Linked DNA regions of Hordeum vulgare: region 1 is linked to region 2. Evidence: chromatin contacts called from public Hi-C data. All regions are on one chromosome and are shown on one strand. The core of a region is the stretch at or near the end of the contact, and the rest is flanking DNA. Distances in the headings are between cores, read along the strand shown.

Region 1 (3,106 bases), core at 596-3,095, 340 kb after region 2:
CATCTCTCATTTCTTTTCTTCTTTCTTTTCTATATGGAGGCTCTTCATGATGGTGTTAAGGATGCAATTCTTTTAGAAGTATTCTTCAAGATTCTTGTTGGAGAACCTATGGTATTCTTTCTCTTGCAGTCCAAGTGCAGTTCTTCCTCCATTTTCCTTTGAGGTGGTGTTATAGCATTCTTGATTCATGTGGAGTCTCGAAGAGAATTCGTTTCAAGAATGAGATATTTAAACCCACCAATTTCTTCGATCATGAGATATTTTCAACCCATGATTTCTTCATTGAAGTTATCTTGGCTTGGATTTCACCTAAAGCTTTTTCTAAGGATTGTTGCTATTATTGTGTATATCATGATCCAAGTTCTCTATATCCTCTTGGTGTAAGAGGTTTTGCATATCTTATTGCTTCCAAGCAATCTCTGTTTTTGTTAGTGGCTGGTTTTCACCTCATAATTTTGAGATGGTTTCCATAGGCCCACAACAAGCTTGTTCTTCTCGTTGTTGATTTTCCAACAACTCCGTCCAATTCTTCCTGTAAGGATGCTCTTCAATTTCAATTGTGGTAGAAGTTGTCATTCTCTTCCCCGTCAAATGGTCTAGTCTATATTCTCTTGTTCCGTAGCTATTGTGGTGTTGTTCTCTTCCACATTCATTTTGGGTTGTCAAGATTATGTTCTTTCCTTGTTTGTTCATTTAATGAGAGTGTTGTTTCCTCTTGTCAAGTTCTTCCATTTAATCAAGTTCTGCCTCATTTTCTATCAAAGTGTTGCCGAAATTTCTTTTGAATTCTTGCTTGTGCCTCATGCCATTCTTCATCTCTTTACATGCTTCAAGATTAATTGGATTCACTCGTTTGTCAAGAAGCAATTAAGTTTTACCTCTTTTGTCTCTTTTCCTCTTCCCACTTTCGTTCTAAGATCTCGGGTCGAGATCTCTTGTTAGTGCACGAGGTTTGTAACAGCCTGAAACCGACGCTCCAGAAGATTCCCCTTTTATGCCATTCTCATTGTGTGATTCTTTTGTTTGTTGCATTCATTATCGCATCATGCGCATCATCTGCATTGGATCGACACTTCGTTGCCGTCATTTTTCAAAACTTGCATCCGTTATTAGTTGTCGGTTCTCTCCGATGTAGTCGTTGACTGCTTGAGACCAACCACACACGTACGCACACGTGACATTGCTAAAATACTGTTTTTAAAACTGTGTATAAAATATTCTCGGCATGGATTGAAAGTTGGTGTGCAGTCTTATTTTAATGTTGGTAGAGCGCCTGCCAAATTTGACCGCATTTGGAGTTCGCTTGATACCGGAACTGTTAAATATATACTGGCACTAGCCCGTTTATTAACGAATGTTTTCGGTGTTTTAAAAAACTCTGTAGCCACAGTGCAAACCGCTCTCCCTCTTCTTAGCCCACTGAGGCCTCGTTTGGTTAAGGGGGATTGGGGAGGTTTTGTGAGGAAAATCCCCGAAAGGGCCAGAAACCCCACAGATCCTCGGATTGCTTAGCCCAATTCCCTCCGTTCCCCTTCAATCTCTTCCTATCCATGTGTTTCAAAACCCTCTTCGGGGGACTAATGAAAGCAAAACCCCGGGGATTTAAGAGGACCCAATCCCCTGAAATCCCTCCCTCTCAAAACCTTCCCAATCCCCTTAACCAAACTAGGCCTAAACCCACCAAGCCGGTCCCTCTAATCAGAGTCGTTCGATCGGATGATCAAAAATCAGCTCAAGTTCCCTTCATTTTTCCCGTACCTATAAAAGAAAGACTCTCCGATCCTTTTCATAGGCAAACACTAGGAAACAGGGACAATGTCCCATCCCCGCCGCCGGACAAGTCTCCTCATCATTTTCCTCAACACACCAACCTGCCTTCCCTGCCGATCCAACCAAGACCAAACATCGTCTCCACCTCGCCATGCGTGCCGTTAAATCGATCTCGTCTGTTTTCTCGAGAGCCTCCCGCACCCGCAGATGAGCTCCCGCTCCTCCATTCGACCACCTCGTGCCGCCACCAGGAACGCCTGACTGCCTGAGTCCTGACTCACCGGCAAAGGAACCAACAGCGAGCTGATAAGCACCGCCGGCCCTCCTTTTCCCTTCTTCCTCCTCCTCCTCCACTTTTCCCTCTCTCATCTTTGTGCTTTCTATCTTCTCCACGGCTCGTAGCCAATGCCGCCGCTGTTTGCCTCCAGCCCCGCATGGCGCCTGCCTCCTCTGCCCATGTTTGAATGCAGCGTCAGCTCGCCGCCCTCTGCCTCATACCGTCCTCAGCCTCGCTTGTCTCCCGTGTCGTCCAGCACGCTGGGCCTCGCCGCCTCGCCTGCCGGAGCCCCGCGACCAAGGGACCATGAACCAGGCCAGTGCCCCGCCGTGCCGTCCGCTCGTTCTTCCTCCTTCCTTTCCTGTCCTGTGAAACTCCTCTCTGTTTTTTTGTGTGAACATCATCCCCACATCATGGTACCCAAGCTCGTGGCTGCCACAGCTTCGCCCGATGCTTCCAACGCCGGGAACGGGACCCCCTTGCCCAGATCTATGCCCCCTCGAGCTCACCCAGTCCCTCATGTGCATCCTCTCGCCGTGGCCGCCGACATCTATTTCCCGATGTGAGCAGCTTCTGTTCAATCTGAAACTTCCATCTTTGTCTAGATCCGTTCTGGCATTTAGGTGTTATATAAGTTTGGCACCATGTTTAACAAACGAAGAAATTAGTAGCCGGAGTGGTTAGGAACCTTGCCTCGTCCAGGAGGTCCTGGGATCAATCACTTGTGTCCTGATTATTTTTGCTAGCAATTCTACCTGTTTCTCTGTTATATCTGTTTTGTTTGGGTTTAGATCCGTTTGATGAATTTTAATACATTGTTGAAACCATGTTTCAACGGCAAGAGGTGAGCATAGCAGCACCTCTTTTTTCACTAATTTTTGTGTCACCGAGGTCGCCTCTGTTTTTCTCAATGTATGGCCGAATCCTCATGGGACACTTCAGTCTGCTGCAATCCGGACCAATCATGTTTTTATTAGTGTGTGCAAATTTGTCAATTATTCAATGCATTTCATAATTACAGAAAATGTCCGGATTTTAAAATGTTAATAATGAAATAAC
Region 2 (2,897 bases), core at 363-2,862:
CGGATGGAAGAAAATGTTCCCATTTGGCTCCAAACATTCATACTTCGCCTCCCCCCCCCCTTCCCCCCTGTTATGTCAGTCCAGCTCCGCCACGGACCTCACTGCTTACATAGTAACATCCTATACAAACATGTTCATCATCTCGGTGAATAGGACGGAAGATCAATAGAGCCTTCCTTTAAAAGAATAAAAACACGTTGATGACAGTTTGGGCGGGTCTAAAGAGACCATAATGGAGCACCACTCGTGCAGATGAAATAAAATTGGATGTGCATTACCCTTGGACAATCAAGCTCCACAGGGATTTTAATAGACAATTTAATCATGAACATATTTTGATTTTTCATCTAAAATGGAACAGGCTACGATTACTATTGCCTGCAACATTCTGCAGAACACAGCGGTGGTATGTATCATCTGTCTCATTGTGTTTTCTTTGATTCATTTCTGCTATGTTCTAACTTCTCCAATGAAAACATGTACAGGCACAAGAACAAAGGGGTGTAGCAAATGGTATATCTGTGACTCTCATGTCAATCTTCAAAGCAGTAGCTCCAGCAGCAGCAGGAATTCTGTAAGCACAGTGTTTCTTTTATTTTGTGAGTAGGAAGTCCTGTGAGTTTTTGCTTGGCCGCAAGTGATTCCCAACCAATTAGCTAACTTTTGCCTTTATCTAGGTTTTCATGGGCTCAGAAGAACATAACCGGATTGTTCTTACCAGGTAAACACATTGCTCATCCAGCCCATGCTAATTGCACTCATACTGATAGCTTTGCTTTCGACTTGAATGGAAGCAAGTACATATTACCAGGGCATATACTTCTTTGATTTATCATCCGATATGCAGGTGATCAGATCCTGTTCTGGATGCTGAACATGGTGTCAGTAATCGGGCTCTCGCTGACGTTCAAGCCATTTTTCTCTATGCCGAGTGCGCTAAAATGATGAGCACACAATTATGTTCATCTAGCTAGTTAAGTAAACTTGGGGGCACTACCGCAGATTGCAGCCCTGGATAAAAAAACTGCGCCGTGTATTGTGTCACAGATACTTTTCATAATTTTTTGTTTGTGTGATCAGATGTGGCAAGATCTCTTTTTTTGGGGGTCAAAACTCCTACGCACAAGACTTGTTCCTTTTTTTTTCCTCGAGAAAACGCAAAGACTCTGCATTTCATTGAAAAGGGAGATAGTTTAGCAGTACACGCCTCCGAGGAGGAGGCTCACCGGGGTGCAAAAACTTAAGTACAAGAACTAGTGGACGTCCCAGGTTAATGGCATGATCACCCCAAGGCTAGTAGCCCCAGCCCGAACCCAAAGGGATGCCTCCTCTCTGATCCTAGTCGCGAGCAGGGCGGTGGATGGCTGCTTGCCGTCGAACACACAGGAGTTGCGGTGCTTCTAGAGCATACATGCCGTCAGGTGAGTAGTCGTGGCTAGGCCCTTGCGCATGGGTTTTGGCGTCTCCAGCTTGGCGTGCATCCATCAGTCGTTCAGTGTGACCTCTTGGTCTGGCGGTCGGCAGGTTAGCCGTAGCCAGGAGAGCGTCTCATGCCAAACCTGTCGCGAGAAGGGGCAGGTGAAGAGCAGGTGGCTCATCGTTTCAGGCTCCTGGTCACACAAGACGCAGCACAGATGGTGTTGAAGGTCACGACGGCGCAATCTGTTCGCGGTTCAGCACCTATCCAGACTGATGAGCCAGAGGAAGAATTTAACGCGTGGCGGGGCCCAGCTCCTCCATGTCAGCTTCCATGCGTCGCAGCTAGCGGAGCCGTGGAAGGTGGTGGAAGGTGGCCAGGTAGGCGCTGCGTGCAGAGTAGGAGCCGCTCGAGGTCCACCTCCAGATAAGCTGGTCTGGCTTGTCGTTGAGGGCAGTGCCTTCGGTTTCACGCCAGAGCAGCAGGTATTGACCGATTTCATGGATGACCATGTCGCCGTGAATATCTCGCGTCCAAGCATAGTTCAAGAGGCCCTCTGCGATGGTGTGCTGCTTGTGCCGGTGCTTGGGGATGCAAGCATAGAGCTGTGGCACGATCTCGCCGATGGAGCGGCCATTGATCCAGCGGTCCTCCCAAAATTTGCCTGTTCTGCCGTCTCCCACGATGAGTGAGGTGGAGGCGAAGAACAAGGCGTTCTCCTCCTTGGAGAACTGGAGGTCGAGGCAATGCGAAGCACGACCCTCGTCAGTGCGGCTGAACCAGAGCCACCACAGCCGTAGGGCGAGCCCAGCACGCTCCATGTCCTGGACGCCGAGGGAACCAAGGGGGAGGGGCCGGCAGATACGACGCTAGTTGATGTGGCAGCTGCCGCCGTTTGTGGCGGCGCGGCCCTCCCACAGGAATCATCTCCCGATTTTCTCAATGAGCCTCATCGTTTTCTTCGGTGGGGCGAAGACGAGGATTTGGTGGATAAGGATGGCGCGGAGCACGGACTTGACAAGTGCTAGGCGGCCCGCTTTGTTCATGAGCCTGGACTTCCAGTTAGGGAGCATGCCGCCAATCGTGTCAACCAGGGGCTGCAACTGGGCGCTAGTGAGTCGCCGGATGGTGAGAGGGATCCCAAGGTACGTGAGCGGCAGGTCCGCGATCTTGCACCCAAGGAGCTCTGTGATCAGCACCCTGTCTCCCGCTGCGTAGTTGAGCATGGTGGCGGAGCTCTTGTTGTAGTTGACGTGGAGTCCCGTGGCTCGCCCGAAAAGCTCTAGGATCGCCTTGATCGTGGAGAGGTCGCTTGGGGAGGGGTGGCAAAACAGTACCACGTCGTCTGCGTAGAGTGAGATGACCGGGATGGGGCGGCGGGGGTGCAGCTGCTCCAAGATGCCCAGGGACATGGCCCGTCGAAAGAGGCGTCCCAGCGTATCCACGGCGAGGACGAAAAGTTGGGGCGACAGAGGGTCGC

What was found. A called contact is a pair of places that touch in the nucleus more often than the background predicts.
Region 1: a Hi-C map of leaf shows a contact between it and region 2, with 4 times the contacts expected there. The contact joins two enhancer-like sites. A contact is called at or near these places in 2 of 6 Hi-C or Micro-C datasets (leaf and seedling) and 1 of 1 datasets of contacts at active chromatin or transcription factors (embryo).

What each region holds. Positions count from the first base shown.
Region 1 is chr3H:248,494,311-248,497,416 of MorexV3_pseudomolecules_assembly, forward strand. No RefSeq gene overlaps it. Among protein-coding and RNA genes, the nearest start is that of LOC123443610, 340 kb to the right of the region's middle. Within about 2 kb of position 1,846, at least 2 of the 3 cell types and tissues checked have open chromatin away from gene starts, as enhancers often do. A contact at or near this core is called in leaf, where this site is marked.
Region 2 is chr3H:248,153,644-248,156,540 of MorexV3_pseudomolecules_assembly, forward strand. It overlaps LOC123443608 (probable peptide/nitrate transporter At3g43790), which reads left to right. Exons shown (of 17, transcript XM_045120069.1): 14 at 362-406; 15 at 486-574; 16 at 678-721; 17 at 848-1,079. The coding sequence ends at 945. Among protein-coding and RNA genes, the nearest start is that of LOC123443609, 15 kb to the left of the region's middle. Within about 2 kb of position 1,613, at least 1 of the 3 cell types and tissues checked has open chromatin away from gene starts, as enhancers often do. A contact at or near this core is called in leaf, where this site is marked.